Linked DNA regions of Sus scrofa: region 2 is linked to region 1. The links are chromatin contacts, called in public HiChIP or PLAC-seq maps. All regions are on one chromosome and are shown on one strand. The core of a region is the stretch at or near the end of the contact, and the rest is flanking DNA. Distances in the headings are between cores, read along the strand shown.

Evidence for each region. HiChIP or PLAC-seq counts read pairs in DNA pulled down with a chosen protein or histone mark.
Region 2: an H3K27ac HiChIP or PLAC-seq map of alveolar macrophages shows a contact between it and region 1. The contact joins the promoter of ARID2 here to the promoter of ANO6 in region 1. A contact is called at or near these places in 2 of 5 promoter capture datasets (fetal skeletal muscle and liver), 11 of 47 Hi-C or Micro-C datasets (fetal heart ventricle, fetal skeletal muscle, heart right ventricle and 7 more) and 2 of 2 datasets of contacts at active chromatin or transcription factors (alveolar macrophages and skeletal muscle).

Annotation. Positions count from the first base shown.
Region 1 is chr5:76,110,550-76,114,781 of Sscrofa11.1, forward strand. It overlaps ANO6 (anoctamin-6), which reads left to right and starts at 1,879. Exons shown (of 22, transcript XM_005655713.3): 1 at 1,879-3,250. The coding sequence starts at 3,178. LOC110260769 (a long non-coding RNA gene) reads left to right here and starts at 3,257. Exons shown (of 2, transcript XR_002344171.1): 1 at 3,257-4,232.
Region 2 is chr5:76,635,204-76,639,435 of Sscrofa11.1, forward strand. ARID2 (AT-rich interactive domain-containing protein 2) reads left to right here and starts at 2,182. Exons shown (of 22, transcript XM_021092987.1): 1 at 2,182-2,618; 2 at 2,733-2,826; 3 at 3,897-3,994. The coding sequence starts at 2,527.

The sequences.
Region 1 (4,232 bases), core at 629-3,128:
AATATATTAAAGTTAGAAGACTGAATGAGTTAAGCAGGGAAAGATAAGAAGAAAAGAGGCCCAAGGATGGAAGCCAGAGAAGCACCAATTTAAGGGTCGGGCAGAGAAGTCAGGCGGTTCTGTGTCCAGACAAGTGTTCTAATTAATCAGAAGACCAATGAGGGAGAAAATATTTGGCCCATGATCCCCGACTTGGAAAAGCTTTGCAAACCCTCTAACCTGGGCACAGATTGTTAGGCACATTTTATTTCATAAACTATTCATGATATAGATGATCATTTTTCTTTTTTTTCTTTTTTTGCCTTTCTGTCTTTTGGGGGCCACACCTGTGGCATATGGAGGGTCCCAGGCTAGGGGTCTAATCGGAGCTGTAGCTGCCAGCCTACGCCAGAGTCACAGCAACTTGGGATCCGAGTCATGTCTGCGACCCACACCACAGCTCATGGCAACGCCAGATCCTTAACCCACTGAGCAAGGTCAGGGATCGAACCTGCAACCTCATGGAGGACAGTCAGGTTTGTTAACTGTGGCTGAGCCATGACAGGAACTCTAGACAATAATTTTTCAGAGTCAAGGGTGTGGTTCTTACCTAGGCCTATTACATTGATTATTTTTGAAGCATGTCTTAGGTGGAAAAAAAATAATCCATTACAGGAAATAAAATGGATTAAATGAAAGAATGGGATTTACTAATAATAGACTTACAGCTAACTAAAGTAAATAATTCATTTCTCTTCTAGCAACAGTCACCTGTACATATAAGGCCAGCAGTGTCTCTCTGCAACATTTATCAAGCAAGAAAAATGTAAACTCTAAAATCTGTGAAGAACTTCAAATGACTCATTGAAACCTGTTGCAAATGCAAACACAAGAATTTTCTAACTAATTTATCTTGAGCAAAGTCTTAGGCCCTAAGAACCAGGCAATTTGGTGAGAGGACTATGGCAGGAAGTTGATAAGAATTTAAGAGCTTAGAATTGATGGGGTGCAAAGTGATTTTTTAAAAACAGATTTAGAAATGTCTCTAGAAGAGGTTTAGAAAGTGGCTAGGAACACAGATTCTAGAATAAGCTGCTTGGGTTTGAATCCCAACTCTGCCACTTACTGTGTGTGTGTGATTTGGGGCAAGTTATTCAGTCACCCTGTGTCTGAGTAAATGTGTGGTAACAACTCCTAGGGTCATTGTGAGAATTAAATGACCACATGTAAAACATTTAGAATTGTGCCTAACACATAAAAATTACCATATGCATTTGTCAAATGAAAATCATGAAAACTAATCATGTAACCAACATTCCTCTGGAATTTGTTTTAGTAGGCTCCATAAGCATTGGGGACAGAATTAAAAAAAAATCTTTTCCACTTCTCAACTTTTTCTTTACCTTCCCATCTTTTATTTTTCCCCTCTTCTCTTCAGAGTACTGTATTGACTTTTCTTTATATTAAAAATAATTTTTTTCAAAAGGTTCTTTAAGAAGTAATTACAGTGTTTCCTGGATATTTTCTTTTTTGTGGGTTTTTTTTCATTTTTTTATGCATTAATTAATTTGTGCAGGAGGGCTTCAGTTAATCACTAATTTAATAATTCTGGATATTTTCTTAATTTGCTGTTTTATAATGCATATTCATAGCTGTTTTCCCACTGCCACTCACAGGTGGGCTCAATGTTTCATATGAAAATGTTTTCACATGGGGAGTTCCTGTTGTGACACATCAGAAACAAATTCAGTTAGTTTCCGTGAGGATGCAGGTTAGATCCCTGGCCTTGCTCAATGGGTTAAGGATCCCGCTTGCTGTGGCTGTTTCATTTCATATGAAATTTCATATGAAAACATCAGAAATAAGTATATAGGAGAATAAGATGCACAGTAGATTTAGTGTTAGCTCAATGTTTATTCTAATTATCATGATAATGCTGGTACTTAAATGGGAAAAAGTTTCAATAAGTGTTAGGGGGACAATGAATACAACAAGGATTTGGTTACACCTTCCAGCCCTTTCGAGAAGTCAAAAATCGTCCCACCTGAATTCACCAGCTGCTTGGAAGAAAATTCTGCAGATGCACAAACCCAGGAATCTGCAGTTCAAACTACCCCATGTGTCTTAAAAGCAGAAATCCCTTTGTATTTGTCATGTTGAGCCCTTTGGTCTTCACGAAAGCATTCTTACGCTCTCTGCCTCAACGTTATTTCAGCACCTTATTTCTTCTGCTTATAATAGTTTTCCACACTGCTTTAGAGTTTACACCGAACCATCGGGGAGGTCCTCACTTCCTTTGCCTTTATGTGACGCCAAGGTTCAAGCTTTCAAAGTCCCAATACGCTGCATGCTGGGTGATCATCTTCCGACCACTCCCTGTGCGCTCCAGCGTGCGGGGGTAGGGGGCGCTTCTCCCTCCTCCTAACCTCACTTTAGGCGGAAATCCTCTTGCCTTTTGTAAACAAGCATTTTTAGATCTCGCTCTTTGGGTCATTTTTCTTCCGTTGTTTATTATCTACGAGTTTGGCCTCTTTTCCCTGTAATCTCCCTCTCCCCATTCCCCTCCGGAAGGCACATCCCCCCACCTAGAGTCAGAGTAATTGATACTTTAAGATCCTCTACTAGCTTCACGTTCCCTTTAAACACATCCAAACGTGCTCGCCTTCAGGGTGCTTTCCTTGAGCTGCAGCTGCGTCTTTCCCCTCTTAGATAGATGTCAAAGCAAACAAGCCCCAGGACGTGCCCATATATGACCTTGGAACAGAAAGCTGCCTCGTTTGGGGCAACCGAGAACCCTGTCCACTCCCACCCTCGCGTGCTCTCGCCACCCCCTTCGGCTAGTTCACTCGCGTGCACAACGCGGACGCCAGCTACTCCCTCCCTTCTCCTGACTTCCTTCTAAGAGCCTCGTAAACCTGGGAAGTTCAATCATTCCGCAGCAAACCTCGGTGCTCACTGGGCATGCTCAGTGGCCGGCCCGGCTCGGTGGCCAGAGGTTGCCTTGGGCGCAGGGCTCGGGTCGGCTGCCTCCTGGTCTCGGCTTCCCGGAGCGCGGGCTGAGCACCGAGGCTCCTGAGTCCGAAACGAGACTCGCCCCGCCGTCCTCGCCCGGGCGCCAGCCCCGCCAGAGCGCCGTCGTTCGGGACCCCGGGAACCCCCAACTTCGCGCCAAGTTCCGAGCCTCCTTCGGGGAGAGGCATGCAAATGATGACCAGGGACGTTCTACTTGAAAGGGAGCTGGAGGACGACGACGACGAGGATGGGGATATCGGTGAGCTAGGGGTCCTTAGGGTGGGCCAACTTGGGGCCCTGCGTCCGCACCCGAAAGCGCGAGCCGACGCGGGAGGAAGTCGGGACCGCGCGTGGGCGCCGCACCCTTGGCGGTGGAGGTTGGCGGGAACCCTCGGCCGCTCGGGGGAGCTGGCTCGGGAGCACCGGGAGGTGGAAGCCCGCGCGCCGCACTCCCGGGGCCGCAATGCGGCCGCCGCGCTCCGCGGGTCGGCTGCTTCCCTGCTCAGCTCGCGGCGGGCAGGCAGCCCCCGGGAAAGCAGAGGAGGGGCGGGGCACGCGCGGGTCCGCGGGTCACTTTAGAGAAACCCTGCGAGGGTCGCGGTCCCTGAACAGTCGCGGGAGACAGGGAGACGCCCCCCGCGCGCGCGGAAGTCTTGACTGAGAACAACAACTTTTGGGTCATTTCCTCCGGCTCGAACCGGCGCTGGGGATTCCGAAGAGCTGGCGCGGGCGGCGAGCCGTGGGCGGTGTTGGGATGGGCGCCCGGGTTGGGAGAGCCGGGGTGTGACCCGCCAGAATCCTCCGAAGGTGGCAGCGGACGCGGGACTTTGGGTCAGAGGGTTGGGGCTGGGAGGGGCGGCCGAGAACTGATTTGTGGCCGGGATCCTTTTTTCGTCAGCTGCGCCGGCCCGCGGGGGAAGTGATGGGAGGAGGAAGCCCTTGGGCAGGGTGGATCGCTGGGCTTTTCCTACAGTCCAGAGGACCAGGGGCCTAGGGGCAAGCCTGGGGCGCCCCATTTCTAGTTTAAAATTGCTCACAAGTAGTGGAAGGGAAAGAGGGAGAGCCCTTTAAGAGTCAACAAACAAAAGGGGTGGGAGGAGGCGAGGAAGATGCGAGCAATCGAAGGAGAGGAGGAGAAAGTCAGGTCCCTAAAGAGAACACTGTCAGGGAATGATGACTTAATGAGTCCCTCCAGAAGACTGGCAATTAAATTACCAGGCAGTCTCCGACTCAGTTTCCTG
Region 2 (4,232 bases), core at 932-3,431, 520 kb after region 1:
AAAAGCGTGGAGGTGGTAGGAGTCGCTGACATTTTCCGTCGAAGGAGATCCCCTCGGTTCCATCCTTAAGCAGGATTTCCAAACTCGGATGCTTCCTCAGCGGAGGTATTCCATGTTGACAGATCTCTCGCCTCCCACAAAATGGGGCTGAGGAGGCGGCCGCTGTCTCCTCTATGGGCGCCGCCATTTTGTGAGGCGGCGGCGCGGCGGCAGGAGCCCGGGGTGTGTGTAATGGTTGAATAGAATGACCCCCTCTAGGGAATCCCCGGCGCTGACAGTTACGTAAGGGGCTGTGCGCAAGTGCGGCGTTCAGGGAATCCGCACAGCTCGGGCCTCGCAGCTCTGCGGCCCACATCTCCACCATCCCTAAGCGGACCGGTGGGGGAAGGGACAGATGACCTGGTCTCCCTCCTGCCCCGCCCCCCCTCGCCTCCGGCCCCGGCCCGGCTCCTACACTCCCCCAGCCTGGGTCTCCGCCCCTCCCTGGCTTCCGAGGCACTTACTGGCCCTTCGGTGTCAGGAACTTCCCAGCCATAGCCTTATTATAACCGACCCCATTTAAGAGACAAACTTTCCTTGCGAAATAAATCCGTTTCCTAGAGTAAGCACCGGAAGCGTGCTGGGCTATATTACATAATTCTTTTCACCACCAAGTACATGTTCTCATTGGAATCACTACCTGAAATAACCCATCCAGACCTTTACTGGCCTGTGTCCTTGGTTGTCGGTGACTTTGCCCGTAGTGGCCGTCACAGAAATGGGAATGATAATAGGCTTCACACGTCGTGGAGCTTAATTAACATTTGTAGCAAAGGGCTGACTCCAGCTGCTGGTAGATGCAAACTTGTAGTATTTGTTGAGGTGTTGAGTCTCCCATCTAAGCAGCCTTTTTTTTTTTTTTTTTTTTTTTTTGAGCTTCAAAGAAAAAATATTTGGAACTAAGGTCGCATGTGAGACATTTCAGAGAAAGCAAAAATTAAAGGTTTTAGTCAATAGTGGTTTAAAGCGCACTATCTTTAAGATACCTTAATATAAAAACAAATGTTAATTATTATCGTCAAAGTTCAAAAGATTGCTTCCCAACCAGTTTAATTACTGTTTGCATAACTCAGCACAGAATAATCTAGTTTGAGACGTGAAGCCAAAGGGAAGATGAATTAAGAGCATGACTCTATTTCTACAGAACTAGGACAGTTCACATTGTATTTCATTTACAGTTCGCTAAAGTTAGTTTGTGGATAATTCATGGAAAATGTGCTAACCAGGCCCCCAAATACCAGCACAAGGCTCAGAAAAGCCGATTCTCTTAGACCTTAAAAAAAAAAAAAAAAAAAAAAAAAAGATTGACAGATTGACTTTATTCTGATCAGTGAAAAGATGCGGAGCGTGAGGAGCTGCCCCTCTGGGCTTCCTTTCGCTCCCGAGCGCCACACAGGTTCTGTCGGGCGGGCGGGGACTCCAATGGGCCCTTCCAACAGCCGGGCCGGGGACGCGAACATCGCCTCCACCCCTAACCCTGGAACAACCGGTAGTGGCCGTTTCCCCGCGCCTCCCCCCTTTCCGCCGGCTTTGTGTGCGTGTGAAATGTGCGGCACATTGCAGATGAACCCTAAGCCCGGCGAGCCGAGTCTATTGTTCCCCGCGAGGAGCAGCCGGGGCGGTGTGGAGCCAGGCGCAGTGCCGCGGCCGGCCCTCGGGGGTCGCTGTGCGGCGCTGGCTGCCCGGCTGTGGCGGCGCTGGAGCCGGCAGAGAGGGAGGCTGGCGGGGAGGGAAGCAGGCGGGTGGCGCGCAGCGGCTCGGCTGCCGCCGGTGCCTTCTGCCCGGGGACGCCCCGGCCGCGAGGCCGCGCGTGAATGTGTGCGAGGGCCCAGCGGAGCTGCGGCCGGAATACACGCTGTCACCCCGCTTTCCACAAACCACCACACAGACCTCCCCCTCCCCACCCCCAGCCCCGCCTGCCCCAGCCCCGCCGCCGCCGCCGCCGTCGCCGCCGCCGCGGCTGCCGAAACTCCCGGGCCTCCGGCCGCCCCGGCCCCTCACCGTCAGCTCGCCTTTCCCCTGGCCTGTTCGCGCGTCCCCGGCAGCAGCACCATGTTGAATCGCGTCCCCGGGCCGAGCCGCCTGGGCCGGCGGCGCTGAGAGGCGGGCGAGAGCCGGGCCGCGGGGAGGGAGGGAAGGAAGGGGTGGGGGCCGCGCTCGCCCCGCGGCTTCGCGCGGATCCGGCAGTCGCCTGCCCCTCTAGTTTCGCTCCGATTTCTTTAAACTTTTTTAGAAATTCCCCTCCCTCCTTCCCTCCTCTCCCCCTGGCCTCCTGCTCCCTCCTTCCCCTCCTCCTCCTCCTCCTCCCCCTCCCTCCCTCCCTCCCTGCGCCGCCGCCGCCGCCGCCGCCGCCACCGCCGGCCCATGACTGAGCCCCGCCGCCGCCGGCCGAGGAATGGGCTCCGGGCTCTGGTAGGAAGCGCAGGGAGCGGGGGGCGCTTTTAAAACACCGATCTGGGTTTTTTAAAAACCTCCTTTGAAAAAATAATGGCAAACTCGACGGGGAAGGCGCCTCCGGACGAGCGGAGAAAGGGACTCGCTTTCCTGGACGAGCTGCGGCAGTTCCACCACAGCAGAGGGTGAGAGCAGAACCGGGGGGGCAGCGCCGGGGCGAGCCGGGGCGAACAGGGCTCTCCCGCCCGGGCCGGCGCGGGGTCCCGGCTGACAAGTGCGGGGCTTTCTCTCTCCCGCAGGTCGCCTTTTAAAAAAATCCCTGCGGTGGGTGGGAAGGAGCTGGATCTTCACGGTCTCTACACCAGAGTCACTACTTTAGGCGGATTCGCGAAGGTGAGTGGAAGTTTTAATTTGTATTTCCCTCTCGCTGGCCTCCTCCAAAAAGTCTCCTTTGACCCCGGAGTGGGCGCTCGGGGCTGGGGGGGTGGCCCGCGGGGGCCAGAGGCGTTCTTTTCGCTCCCAGCCGGTGGCACGGAGGCGGACGGCGGCGGGGCTGTTTTTGGCCTGGTGGCTCGCGTGCGCGCGGCGGGCGCGGGGCTCGGCGGGCGGGCGGCCCGGCGCCGGCTCGCGCCCTGCCCGGTGCCCGGCCGGCCCGGCGGGGTCTGAGCGCCGCAGCGGGGAGTGCGGGCGTGCGGGGCGCCCGCCCGAGCCCCGCGCCCGCCCCGCGCCCGCGCCCGCCCGCCCGCTCGCTCGCGAGTCAGCTCTGCCGCCGCTGCCGCTCTAGCACAGGCGGAGACACAGAGACACACAGACTCTGAGAGCAGTTTTCGTGCAACTCAAAATTAGCGCGGGCAGGTTTAACATCGATAATCGGCTGCGAAATGATCCCGGCAGCCGGGGGCACAGCCTCGGCCCCGTCGCCCTCGGTTTATACAGCTAACAAAAGAAACCAGGACCTGTCTCCAAATAGCCATCTTAGGCTTCAAGGCTAGGCAGAAGCTGTAGGCCTCAAAGAAGGGCCTATGGAGATGGATAGATCTGGGAGAGGGATCGGAATCGGCCCCGGCCCCGGCCCCCCCAGAACCTGCGGACGTCGCTGTCCGGAACAGTATTGATCCTTTTGAACTTTTTTTTTTTAGTGTAAACGGACCGCGTTGAGATTTAAAAGGGGGCGACAGAGGGACTTGCGATTGGTTATTGTCCGGGCTTCAAAAACAAAACAAACCCACCAACACCCCCCCCCGCCCCCCAAACAAAACAAGTGCTGTTAAATACAGGGCTCTTGGGTGAAAACCCAGTGATTCAAGCAGCCCTTGCTCAGTTACTCTTACGGATCGAGCCGAATCACCCACTGATGCCTGAGGTATCTCCACATCTCTGTAGAATGGGTATTTATTTCATAGTTAGGTTAGAGTTTTCTTGGATTGTGCACTCTCAGACAAGTGTGGCTGTGTTTTTAACAGGTTTCTGAGAAGAATCAGTGGGGAGAAATTGTTGAAGAGTTCAACTTTCCCAGAAGTTGTTCTAACGCTGCCTTTGCTTTAAAACAGTATTACTTGCGGTGAGTAGTAGTGACTCTTCCAACAGTGTTTGGAAATAAGGGACTTATGGGGAGATTTTTTTAAGGAAAAAAAAAAAAGAGAAGAAAGCCCCAAACCAGAAGCAAGCCTTGCTCACCAATTTCTAAACGTCTGTTAATTTCAGCCTGAGAAACATTAAATATCAATAAAGTGAGGTTGTAGGAAGGTGAAAGTTTTCCTTTCCTATTTTAGGATTGTTTACATTTTTCATACAGAATC